Linked DNA regions of Cricetulus griseus: region 2 is linked to region 1. Evidence: chromatin contacts called from public Hi-C data. All regions are on one chromosome and are shown on one strand. The core of a region is the stretch at or near the end of the contact, and the rest is flanking DNA. Distances in the headings are between cores, read along the strand shown. Region 1 has its middle 83 kb from the start of Nfat5. Region 2 holds the start of Nfat5 (nuclear factor of activated T-cells 5).

Region 1 (6,898 bases), core at 3,607-6,106:
AATAAAATTAAAACACGACATTCTCTTTCTTTCTTTCTTTTTTCCTTTCTTTCTTTCTTTTTTTTAAGAAGACAGGATTTCTCTGTATAACAGCCCTGGCTGTCCTGGAACTCCATCTGTAGGCCAGGCTGGCCTCAAACTCACAGAGATCTCCCTCCATCTGCCTCCTGAGTGCTGGGATTAAGGGTATGCACCACCACTGCCTGGCTAGCCTTCTTCTTTTAAAAGATATTTTATTTTTAATTGTGTGTATGTGTGTCTGTATGCAGGTATGCTCACATGTGTGGGTGCCTTGGTGTTGGGTTCGTGAGCCACTTGGTATGGCTGCTGGAAACCAAATTATTTCCCTCTGCAAGAGCAATAAGCTCTCGTAACTGCTGAGCCATCTCTGCAGCCTCAAGCATGCTCATTCATTCATTCATTCATTCATTCATTCATTCATTCATTCATTTGTCAAGACTGGGGCTGCAGTTTCATGACAAGATGCTTACTTAGGATGTTCAGGACCCTGGATTCAACTCATAGCACAGCACTGAAACAAAATAAATGAAGCTACCTATTGAAAGTAGTCACATTGAGTGCCTAGGATCTGCCAGACCCTACTCAGTGTGTTGTTGAGGAAACAGCGGTCAGTGAATCAGACATGATCCCAGACTTGGTCATGGAAAGTAACAATTGCACCATCCAAAGGAGAGTTTAACAAAGGTACCGTGTGCAACGTGTAGGAAGGGTCAAGAGGAAATCTGTCTGGAGGCATAAGGTAGCACATGGCAGCCAATGCTACGCCGATCTGAAAAGGGGTATGTGACAAGGTGATCACCAGGAAGACCTGTGGGGGAGAGCTGCCATCAGGGGCTTCACTAGGAGAAAGCTCACTACTCTCATCTCCCATTAGGGCTCCCACCTGCCAGCCAGGGAACTTGGGCAATGGGGCCAGTCGGTGCAAACTGCCTGAGACTGGCTTCTGCAGAGGCCGTAGGCATTGTCCCCATTTGTCTACTCCCTGAGGCACACAGAGGAGGAGAGAAGTCTGCCAAGCCCCTGAGCAAAAGAAAGAGACTGTGTAGCTGTCCCAAGCCCTCATGACTTTACAGACTGAGTGGAGACAGAATGTGACCCTGAGAGAGGTCGACTTTAGTGAAAGAAAGTTGGCGCATAGGTACAAGCACTTAGGAGATGGTGACTAGAAAGGCCTTTCCAAGGAAGTGGTGCCACCATAAGTTGGTGCCCCAAGGATAAGCCCTGGTGATGAAGGTGCCATTTATGGCTACGGGGAAGCTTGGAGTTGGAGACTAAGCGTCACTGGGGTGTTTTAAAGAGAAATTTATACAAGTGCAGAAGGACAGCTCCACACCAAGGGACATCCCTCCTCCTGCCTCTGGGGCTCAAAGCCTGGGGTTGAGCCGGAGAGTCTGACTGTGGGCAGACACCCAAGGTCTGCTCTTGGAAGCCAGGATGTGTGTGGACTGCGCCCTCCCCGGAGGTTACCCTGAGTGCTGGCGCAGCTCTCTGGCTCGGCCGCCTGCGCACTCACGGGGCTCCTTCCAGCATTTATTGGGACATCTGCCACCTCCTAGGTCCTCCTCTTCCAAAGCCAAGAAGGGTCAGAGGAAGGGAGTGTCCCTGAATACCAACGTAGCAAGGGAGCTTCTGAAAGCTGAGGGGGACCCTGGGAGAATACATGGCCTTCCCAATTTTGAAAGTTTCAAACTTTCTTCTAAAAGCACCAAGGGCCCATGAGTAAGATCATGGTGCTGCATGGGTCAGGAGGGCCATGAAGAAAGCAGGCCGGGACGCTGCCTCTGCAGCAGGCACTTTGTTCCTACTGCTCTGTGCGCTTCGGGTATCTCTGTCCGGGTCTGAGCCCACCCTGAGCCGCTTCCAGCCTGCATGGCTCAGCACCCCGCAGGATTTTCTTCCGTAAAGGTCTCTCACTCTGGCTCCTGGCCAAGCCAGTTGCCCACAGACTGGAAAACAAAGGCACACTGCGGTCCCTGGAGACCTGGGCTTAAGGGATGGGCCTTGGGCAGGCTGGGCGGACGCTCTGTTGATTTTTTTTTTTTTTTTTCCAAGTGCAGAGACTATGACAGCCAATTCCTGTTGGAAGTGGCTTTGTTTTCTTTGGAGCATGAAACACTTTTCCTTTCTCGTGACTGTGGCAGTTTTGGGTCCTGTTTAGGATGGTGACTGGCCTAATCATATGCCTTCCATAACCGCCATTCTTAACCTTTTGAGACACAGATGTTACCATAACACTGAATGAAAAAAGGGGGTCCTCTCCCCTCCATGCCTCAAACTGAACATTTAACTTCTTTGAGGACAGCTAGTGGAGTAGCTCAGGTAGAGTTCTGCCTAAAGGCTCCATCCTAACTGGTGACAAAAAAAAGAAAGAAAGAAAAAAGAAAAAGAAGAAACTGTTGGGTTAAGGAAATTAAGGAAAGGCCCGTCCTGTCCCCACACTCCTACCCCAGATTTCCTTCAGTCTGGCTTTTAAGAGTCTTAGCACTGGTGGCAGAAGCATGTCTTGCTTGGCTCCTGTCTGCCACAGTCTCATGTGTCCAGGCATGCTTCTAGCTAAGGCTGCCTCTGGTGAAGGCTGCAGGCCAGCACCATGCCACTGTTTCAGGCAGCAGAATATTCTAGAGTTATTTGTAAGCCCTTTGTCTAATCTATGTGTCTCTACTACAGAGGAGTTGGGCCACCAGAATCTCCACAAGGAGAGGTGGCCCAGCTCTGGAGGAAGCTCTGGGGAGACAGGCGTTGTCTGGTTTTGTTAAATTCCAGAAGAAAGTCACTTTGCCAAAAATGCCAAAAATAAAAAGGACTGTCTAGACACTCACATATTAGAAGCTCTAATATGGAGACCTGACCGTGACATCATCAGTTTATGCTTCCATGGCGAGATGGAGGGGGTCAGTCATTTGACAAACAGGATCGAGAGCCAGCTGTGTACCAGGCTGTGTTCTTGGCACCCGGGGACAGGGACAAGATGAGAAATATCTCCAAGAATATGCAACTGGGACAGAGACCCCTGACAGACTCACTTACCTGCTCACTCTCTACTTCAATTTCTGTAGCTAGTTAAAGGTCATCTGTGTAAGAAATTAATGGGAACATTATAGAAATAAACAGCGAATAATCTTTACATTGTGCATTATTCTGAATAACATGATAAAATGAGCAATGCCACTCTGTCCACCCAACTCATGAGTGTGCCCATGCTGTATCTGCTACCTACCCTTGGCTAACATTCTGAAGCCACACTTCTGCAACTTTTATCATAGTACACTGTGATGATTGCTCTGTCTTACTACTAGTTATCATTGATCTCTTTGTAAATCATGCCTTATCATCGATATACACATATAGGAAAAACACATGTAGGATTCGGTGATATTTGAGGCTTCAGGCTTCCTCTGTAGGTCTTGCAACATATCCCCCATGAATGAGCAGGGACTACAGTATTAAAAAGACAGCAGCCACTCAGAGGACTCCAGGCAGAGGGACCCAAGGCTGCAAAGGCCCTGAGACTTGAATGGTTGACTTGCTTAAAGAATTGGAAAATCCTCAAGACTGGCAGAATGAGGAAATGGGGGTAGGAGATGAGAAGAGAGCAGGGGCTCCATCACATGGGGCTTTGTAAGCCTTTCCAAGACTCGGAAGTTGGGATTTTATTATAATGTGACAGACAGTGAAGAGTAGGATGCTGTTTGCATTTTTAGAGCTGGTCTCCACAGAGAGGAGACTATTACAGTAGAAGTGGACGAGTGGTCCAGGTAAGTGGGGGTGATTATAGCTTGGTCCTTTTTGGTAGCAAATCAGGCAGAGGGCTGGGGATTCTTTTTCAAGTGGATATACACTGTTTAAAAAAAAAATTCTCCTCCCCTTGTACCTAATTTGTTACAAATCCATGGTGGTTAAAACCCATAGAGAGCCCAGCTTGGTGGCACATGCCTTTAATCCCAGCACCCAAGAGGTAGAGGCAGGAGGAGCTCTGTAAGCTCAAAGTTATAGGCCAGCCTGGTCTACACAGGGAGTTCCAGGACACCCAGAGCTACATAGTGAAACACTGTCTCAAAAAAAAAAAATTCATAGAGACTTCCTCTTATGACATCTGTTTATTTACTTATTAACTTTAAAACAGGGCCTCACTCTGCAGCCCTGGCTGCCCTGAACTCAATGTGTAGACCAGGCTGGCCTCGAACTCACAGAGATGCACCTGCCTTGCCTCTCAAATGCTGAATTAAAGGTGTGCACCACTGCACCTGCCACTTTTGAGAAAGGGTCTCATGTAGCCCAGAATGGCCTCATACTTACTAGGTAGCCCAAAATAATCTTGAACATCTGATCCTCCTGCCTCTACCTCCCAAGTTCTGGGATTGCCAGTGTGTGCTCCCACATCTGGTTATAGCATGCTGGGGATCGATTGAAGGGCTTTGTTCATGCCAAGCGAGCACTCTACCAACTGAACTACATTCCTAGCCTGCATAATGTGCTTTCAATGGCCACGTTACAGCTCTCTTCTTTGTCCAAGCTGTCTGTCCCTGCTCTTGCAGGAGATTGAAATAGGAGCAAGTGCATGGCTGATCTTGTCTTGGTAGAGTGCTAACATCCATGGCAGGCAGCAGGAGGAGAGATAGAGAGTTGATACTTATTAAGTGCCAGATGCATAGCTTTGATCCCTTTATTCTACAATGACCACACTATACTCCGACTTCTGGCCTTGGTTTCATTTCTTACAGTTTGTTTCTTTTGTTTGGTTTTTGGGGTTTAGATAAGGGCATTGACAGTCAGAAAGCTCGGATACATTGCCCAAGGTCACATAGCTAACAAATGACAGAGTTGGCATCCAGTGCTATGTCTGTCTGATTCCAATTCTTGCCACATCAGCTGAGGCTGGTGAGACCAGTTCAGCACATCCAGGAGGCCCTAAGATCACCAGGACTCCCTGGATTTTAGCCACTCTGGTCTCCTATTGGGGGTGTCTGCTGATTTGCTGAAACTGTGAGGGTGGGCTGAGGAGAGTCAGGGTGAAATGCGTCTTTGTAAGGTTTTCCTCAAAGGTCAAAATTTAACAATGCCTACAAATCTAAAGAAGAAAGAGAGAGTGTGGGTCTTGAGAGAAATAGACTCATTGTGTAGTAATAGATAAACTAGGGTGAGATCAATTAGATTGGACTGGAGGGCAGAGCTGACATCATGTGTCTGGACTCTTTTGACCTGAGAAATTGATGATGGCTATTAGTGTTTCATGGAGGAACACCCAGAAACCAAGATCCTGGTGACAAATTATTACTTTTGTTAAGATTTATTTTCATTATTTTGAAGTGCGTGTGACTTTTAGAATGTGCAGTGCCCACAGAGGCCAGAGGTGTTGGATACCCTAGAGGTGGAGTTACAGGAGGTTGTGAGCTGCCCAGCATGGGTGTTGGGAACTGAACTTGGGTCTTTTACAAGAACAATATGTGCTCTAACTGCTGAGCCATTTTTTTTTCTAGCTCCAGAAGTTCTAATGCATAGAGGAATCTTATCCCTGCTTCTTGGTGACAATTGTAACCTACAAAGGCTTGGGGGAAGAATACCCAAGTTTCCAACAAGACCTCCTGGGCCATTGTTCCAGCAGCCATGGCTTTGTGCGCCACTCAGTCCTCACAAACCTTGAGAGTGCCCCGAAAGCAAGTAGCATGTGCAAAGTTGACCTGACCTGGCTAGCGAGGACTGTATTGGGAAAGGACTAGAACAGCAGTTCATAGGAAGAGACTGGCCCTCTAGCACAATCAGTGGCAATTTCACTCAGGGTTACAAAGAACATGATCTACTTGTCTTCTCCCCTTGGGTTCTTGGGGCTGTCTAGAGAGTGAGTTTGCCTGTGGCTAACCAGCGGCTCTTAACTATGACCATCTTTTCCTTCCTAGAGTGGGATTTTTACCCACTCTAGAATGAATGAAGTCAGACTGATGGACAAATCCTGTGCCTTCCACAAGACATTTCAGTTGGAGTTGTAAGTCTATTATGAAGAAGTGGAGATTGTCCAGCTGTGGTGTTGCACACTTTTAGTCCCAGCACTCGGGAGGCAGAGACAGGTGCATCTCTGAGTTCGAGACCAGGCTGGTCTACAGAGTGAGTTCCAGGACAGCCAGGGCTGTTCAGAAACCTTGGCATGAAAAACAAACAACAGGTCTGAAGAGATGGCTCAGTGGTTAAGAGAACTGGCTGCTCTTCCAGAGGACCCAGATTCAATTCCCAGCATCAACATGGCATATCATTGTCTTCTGTAATTCTAGTAACAGAAGATCCAACACCCTCTTCTGGCTTCCTTGGGCACCTAGATTGCACTGGGTGCATAGGCATACTTGCAGACAAAGCACCCATATACACACACAAAAAAATAAATCTTAGCCAGATGATCACGCACGCCTTTAATCCCAGCACTCAGAGGCAGAGGCAGGTATGGATCTCTTGTGAGTTTGAGACCATTCTGGTCTAGAGAGTTCCAGGACAGCCAAGGCTACAGAGAGAAATCCTGTCCCTCACCCCCTCAAAATAGAACGAAACAAAAAAGAAATAAAGGAAGGAAGGAACAAAGGAAAAAAGAAAGGAAGGAAAAGCAAACAACAATAAAAAAATAGAGGCATTCAGATCTGGCTTTCAAGGACTAAGTTCTGACATCTTCTGTAGGTGTCAGGACATGGAGCACAAACCCAGGTCCTCTGCAAGAGCAGTACACACTCTTAACTGCTGAGTCACCAGCTCAGCCCCCATATTCACTGTTCCAAGGCAGACAGCTCAGTGATTTGTTGTAATACCTACAAAGTATCCATCTAATCCCAGACACCTACTGCTCCAAAAGGAACTGTGCCCATCAATAGCCATCCCATATTCCTAGGCTGTTGAGATT
Region 2 (6,567 bases), core at 2,212-4,711, 81 kb after region 1:
CATCGAACACAGTGTATACAGAACAGACAATTGAACCAGGGCTTTGTCCATTTTACAACATTTTAGTCCATTCTAGGCAAACATTCTACTGAGCTACAGTAGTCTTGTTTTTGTTGGAGACAGAGTCTCTCTACATAGTTCAATCTGGCCTTAAACTCACTATATAGTCCAAGCCAGCTTTGAAAACTTGTCAATATTCTTGTTCAACATTTCTCTGTGTTAAGAATCAGGCATGAGCCGGGCGGTGGTGGCACATGCCTTTAATCCCAGCACTTTGGAGGCAGAGACAGGTGGATCTCTGTGAGTTTGAGGCCAGCTTGGTATAGAGAGTGAGTTCTAGGACAGAGAAACCCTGTCTCAAAAAACCAAAAAAAAAAAAAAAAAAAAAAAAAAAAAAAAAAAAAAATTCAGGTATGAGTGAGTCACTACACTTGGCTCATTTGAATTAAGTTACTGAAATTGAAAGGAATAAAATAAAATCTAGGGTTTTTTTTTGTTATTTGCTTTTATTGTTGTTTGAGACAAGGCCTCAAACTGTAGTCCAAATGTAAGCTCAGGTTTGTAATGATCCTCTTGCTTCAGCTTAGTAAGCGTTTGCATTATAGATGTGAGCCATGTTTGAAATAAATCTGGGTTTCTATGCTGTTACAAAGCATGGACACAAAAAAATCTCCTTCTAGATAGTTTTTCAGGCTGGTAAGATGTGCAATGAGTAAAGGCACTTGCCACACAAACCTGGAGACCTGAGTTTGATCCTTGGCACTCAATAAAGGTGGAAGGAGGGAACTTTCAGGAAGTCGTCTTCTGACTTGAAACATGCACCCTGGCACATTTGCCCACATACATGCACACACACACACACAATAATAATAATAAGTAAATTCTAAAAAGTCAATTGAAAGAGTTTTTTTTTTTTTAAAGAATGTGTCTGTATTCATTTAGTTATAACAAATGCTATTCATGGTGGCTTGTGCTTATAATCTCAACACTTGGAGGCTGGGAAAGAAGGACCATTGTGTTTTTGAGGAGGATCTGATCGACATACCTAATGGCAGGGAAACTTAGGCTACAGAGAAAGATAATGTCTCAAAAATTTTATATATATACATATAAACACACACACACACACACAGAATATTAAGTGCAGGGCCTGCTGGGGTGGTGGGTCCTGGACCCGTGGAATCCCAATCTAGAGAATTAACTGTCAAAACCAAGTCACACTTTGGAGGATCCCTCTTCATTTTGCTTTTCTCTAATCAGAGAAAACTGGATAAACTAGAAAGCATAATGGAAAAAAAGTCAATAAGGGCAGAGAAGAGCTGAAGAAAGGGGAAGAGACTTTGACACTTGACTTGTTAATGAGAGCCAGAAAGGGGATTTCCTATACCCTATGTATCTTTCAGTCTCATAGGTTTGGGGAAAGGAATATGCTCAGTGATTCACCTCCCTTTCTCAGTACTGAGGCTTACTCTGGTGCATGCAATTTCCTCCTCATGTATTATGTAGTGACTAATGGAAGGGCTAGGTCACCAGCCAATGTTTTACTCCAACTCAAAGCTATAGGATTTCAATTGGCCTTAGCCTGTTGGGCAATAGGAAGTTTGAATCTTCTCTTATCAAATGAGTGGGGCTCTCAGAAGTTATGAAGGGACTTCACTTGGGATTTGTTAAAACAGAGGGCAGTGGTCATAGAAGTTTGAGGGTAGTTTCCTGTTTGGCTCTTCTATATCTTGGGGTGGATCTGAAAATCTTACCTCTGATGGAGGAAAATGCTCACAGTGTTGATTAATTATCACTAAGAATTCACTGAAGAAAATTGGGCAACCCCTATCAGATGTTTAGATGAAAGGATAGGTAGTTTCTGATGACACAAGTGTAAATGCTAGGTCTGTAGGTGAAGCTTTTAAAGGGTCCACTCTGAAGATACCTTTGCTTGGAGATTCTAACCCAATACAAACATTCCAAGTCCTCTTGATGAAGTGGCCAGATTCACAGGGGGCAAAGCTTTGTTTTGGATTTACACATTCTATAAAATCGACAGAGTTTCAGGGTTTGTGACTAGCTTTGTAGACATAGAAATATAAATCAAGCCATCTTGAATACCTCAAAAACCTTGCCCATGTGGCTGCTGGCATCAATACTCCACACAAAATTAAAAATTATTTCCCAAGATGCACACCCTGTGCTTCAGTTGATATTTTAATAACTTGATTAAAAATTTCCCAGAAGTCTATTAGAGTCAGGAAACAGTCTGTGGTGTAGGTGAGGATTTGTTTTTGCAACGGAAACTTTTAGCCCCCATGAACAGACTAGCCAAAAACCCTCATTTACATGTTTATCCTCCATCCTCACTTGAATGAATAATGAAAAGTGAAAACCTGTTTGGAAGAATAGGCTTTTATGTTTGCCTCTCTCTCAGTTAGGTAGACTCACAGGATCAATTTTTCAAATTGTCTTTTATTTTCCACTCTTGAATAAATTTGGGCATTCACTATCAGAGACAGACATCATTATAAATAAAATTAAAATGATCAAAGCCAGGCATGGTGGTACTCTCTTGTAATAGGAGCATTTGGAAGGCCGAATCAGGAGGATTGCCCTAACATTGAGGCCAATCTAAATCTACATAGTGAGTTCCAGGCCACCTAGACCTACACAGCAATACCATGTGTCTAAATAAATAAACGCAGTAGCCATAAACATGGTCTGGGGAACCTGGGGGATATATTTTAATTAAAATAACCAATAGCCTGGTATATGCCTGGCAGAGGCAAGCACAGCTCTCTGAGTTTGAGGCCAGCCTGGTCTACATAGTGAGCTCCAGGCCAGATGGGGCTCGGAAAAAAAAAAAAAATCAACAAGAACAAAACGAAAAAATCCACAAACAAACAAAAAAACCCAAAATTCGATAACTTAAAGGGTGGGTTAGAGTATAGTTTGCCCTTTCTTAATTAAAAACGAGTCTGCTAGTCCTTGGGCCAGCTCACTGCAGAAACTGCTATGAAAAGCCCCGAAGGGCTGGGTTGCTGTCCAAGCCATGGAACTCCATTCCCCTGTGCAAGCTCAAGCCTGCCGGCCTCGGTCGCTGCAAGTCCCTGGAGGTCTTTCTCTTCCTTGCAGACATCTAGGTTCCCCAGGGTCGGTGTCCTCCTGCGTACACCATGGTGCAGGGCCGGCCGCCTCAGGCTCGCCGCCACCAGGTCGTGGCAAAAATCTCTTCCCTTCTTGGGGCCCCAGAAGCCAGGCCGCCTCCCTCCTCCCTCCTCCCTCCTCCCTCCCTGCTGGCGGGGCCCATTCCCAGCCCGGGATCAGCAGCAGCCGCGGCAGCGACGGCAGGAAGCGAAGCCCTTGTTGATGCTGTTCCGTGGCGCGCCTGTCCGCCCTCCGGCGGCCTCTAGGCTCTTCCGGGCTCCTGGAGTCCCCCCTCCGCGCGTGCGCAGTGCCTCACGAGGGGGCGGGGCTCAGATTCCTGTCAGCGGCGGCGGCGGTGGCGGCTGCAGTCAGTGTGCGCTGAGGAGAAGCCCGAAACGGACTCTTTGGCTGTCCCTCTCCCCTACCCCGCCCGAACCTTCTTCTCTCTGGACTCACCGGGAGTCAGTTCTCTACTCCGCAGAGCTGCTCTACTCCCCGCCGCCGTTCTCGTCGCTCGGCCGGGTGGGAAGTGACTGCCCTCGAGGAGGAGGAGGAGGAGGAGGCAGCGGCTGCCGCCCTCGCCTCGCCGCCCCCGGTTCGGTGCCCGCGGTCCCGGAGAGGAGGTGCCGCCGCCACCGCCGCTCCCCCCCTCCCGCTGCCCTCGGGCCGGGCTGGGTCGAGCTGCGATGCCCTCGGACTTCATCTCATTGCTCAGCGCGGACCTAGACCTGGAATCGCCCAAGTCCCTGTACTCGCGAGGTGAGTCAGATGGGGGGTGGGGCGTGGGGGCGGGGAGCGCGGGCGCTCAGAGTCCCGGGGGTCCCCGTCGGAGCCCGGCTCGGCCGGGGTTGCCCCTCACGAGAGTCCCAGGCTGGCCCTGGGGCGTCACGGAGGGCTAGGGGAGATTCGGGAACTGCGGAGCGGCGGCCCCTCCACAGCGCAGCGCGGGGCGCCCGGGGCTCAGGTTCCGGCCCCCCCCCCTCCGAGTCCTCTGCGGCCCCGGAGGTTCGCATCCTGACGGTCGCCGCTCCCGGCTCCGCCACCCTCTGTCGGCTGCCTGCCCAGTCCTTCCCCGACTCGGGAATCACCCCACTAGTCCCGGTGCTGGGGCGCCCAGGGGGTCCGGACGCCGCGGCTCCTGTCTCCCGGTCTCTCCTCCCCGGCAAAGTTGCCACACGCCGGGCTGCGTGGCCCCAAGCGGCTTCCGAGCTGAGGGTCACCATTTTTTTCTCCCTCTTTCGGCTTGTTTGTGCGCGGTCGTCCTTACCCCCCCCCCCGGGCCTAATCCACTCCCTCCCCATGTCGGGACGGCCCCCCTCAACCAGGCGTTCTTCCTTTCCTCGTCATCGTCTTGCCTGGAAAAGGCCCGAATTTTCTTTTTTCTGTCTTTTCACCTCCGTGGCATTCTAATTACTTCTTTTACAAATATAGGGATGCCCTCCCTGGATTACTTGTATTCCTCTCCCTGGAGTACCAGGCTCGGGCACAGTCCTGCCCTTAGAGAAATTTCTCTTCTTTGCTGTTCAAGGGCTCCTTGCAGAGAGGAGGCAATGAACACAGCTCCCCATTTAAAACTATTTTGGCTAAGGCCTTCAGGGGATTCCCAGCATCTAAAACATTAACACTTGAGGTGATCTCTGCTGGGGTTAAATTCCTACACTGGACACCACAAGAATGTGTCAGAACAGGTTTCCTTTGCAAGGGGTATCAAACTAAAAATACCCACATTTGCACTCATCGCCAATTCTTATACCGGTGGAAGGGGCAAAAGTCTGTTCTTAGCGATTCATTTATATTTTAAAACATACCACGGTGTGAACCCTTTTCCCGAGAAATCCAGCATTTCCCCTCTTTTTAGTTTTACAAATCCACCAGATAATTTTACCGAGGGACTTAAGCCTGGCGTTAGTGTATTCATATTGTTTAAGTGAGTCAGAGGGATGTGATTTACCATGGAAGGTGCTGACTTTATATTGAGTTTGTACACAGAGCCCTACTTCATAACTGTTAGGCCATTGTCTGTTGCTTTAATGACTTTAGTTGACAGTTATTATCCTGTAGGATATTTCTCAGATATTACCTGAAATAGCTTAGAAATATTGTAGTTTGAAGTGTCAGAAAATATCAAGAGGTGAGCTTTAGAATAAGGCTGATGTACAATTGAATGCTAAAAATAGGCAAGACAGTAACACCATTTGGGCAGTAATCATCAGATAATTTTCCATGAAACAAATGCTTTATCAAAATTTGAGTTTAGCTTAGAGACTAGTGTAGAAGCAACCCAAGCACCCTTTTGCAGGGAATAGACCAAACTAATATGGGCTTAAGCTCTTAAAAATACATAATAGTTACATAAGAGATGTATGCTATCCTTGGCATTTTTTTCTCATTCAGCATAAAAAGTACTTAATGCTTTTTGTGTTTTTCAGATTCTCTGAAGTTACACCCATCACAGAATTTTCATAGAGCTGGACTATTGGAAGGTCAGCAAAATGCCATTTTACAGTATATTGTGTTAGTGTGCAAAGGCTTTCTCTGAGATGGAGTTGAAATGGAAAAGTGGGAAACTTTGCAGACTCACACAATGTAGTTTTTTTTGCTAAGGAGCCTGATCCTTCTTTTAGAGCAGCTAAATGTTTCAGTGGATTTCATTGTTGTGCTTGAAGTGCTTATAGCCCATTGTGTCTGCTTTGAGAGGCTTTGGGGAAATCCCTCACAATCGTTTAAAATTATGTGTTGGGTGTTCTACTTTAGAATTTCAGCTTTTTTTTTGGTTGTTTTTTTTTTGTTTGTTTTTTTGTTTTTTTCTTGGTTTTTCGAGACAGTTTCTCTGTGGCTTCCTGGAACTAGCTCTTGTAGACCAGGCTGGTCTTGAACTCACAGAGATCTGCTGCCCTCTGCCTCCCGAATGCTGGGACTAAAGGCGTGCGCCACCACCGCCTGGCCAGTTATTTATTTATTTATTTTTTTAACACAAACTGAATTTGAAAAGGTTCAAACATAAAGATGATAAATTAATAAATACAGCAGTGACACCAAACAAACTTAGTTTGAAAATTCCAAATTGAAAACTTGGATGTTATGTGTTTCAGAATGATATATAATTTATTTACCAATTATTGATGTGACTTCTATATCATTATATTTAAGGATGAAAAAAGCTAAGTAATAGAGATGATTAAACTATGCTTAGAAAAAGAGGCCCATAGAATGTTCTGGAAAAGTTAATAGGCTATGTACCTTAAACAGATGACAATTCTTTTAAAAACTTTTTTTTATTTTTACTTTACACTTACCATCTTTGAATTTTAGAGTCTTGGTATTAGATAGCAAGGATATTAATTATTTCTCCGTTATTTAGAAATGAGAAACAAGCTGAAAGTAAGAGTCTTGGGGGAAAAGTTGAGCAGCAGCAGAAACAATCCCTTCTGTGTT

Evidence for each region. Hi-C and Micro-C count contacts between places; a contact is called where the count stands out from the background.
Region 2: a contact with region 1 is called in a Hi-C map of fibroblasts, with 2.1 times the contacts expected there. The contact joins the promoter of Nfat5 here to the enhancer-like site in region 1. A contact is called at or near these places in 3 of 8 Hi-C or Micro-C datasets (the CHK-Q cell line, the CHO-K1 cell line and fibroblasts).

The regions. Positions count from the first base shown.
Region 1 is chr3:183,520,700-183,527,597 of CriGri-PICRH-1.0, forward strand. No RefSeq gene overlaps it. Among named protein-coding and RNA genes, the nearest start is that of Nfat5, 83 kb to the right of the region's middle. Within about 2 kb of position 4,857, at least 1 of the 6 cell types and tissues checked has open chromatin away from gene starts, as enhancers often do. A contact at or near this core is called in fibroblasts, where this site is marked.
Region 2 is chr3:183,603,470-183,610,036 of CriGri-PICRH-1.0, forward strand. Nfat5 (nuclear factor of activated T-cells 5) reads left to right here and starts at 3,462. Exons shown (of 16, transcript XM_027405948.2): 1 at 3,462-3,891; 2 at 5,562-5,615. The coding sequence starts at 3,819.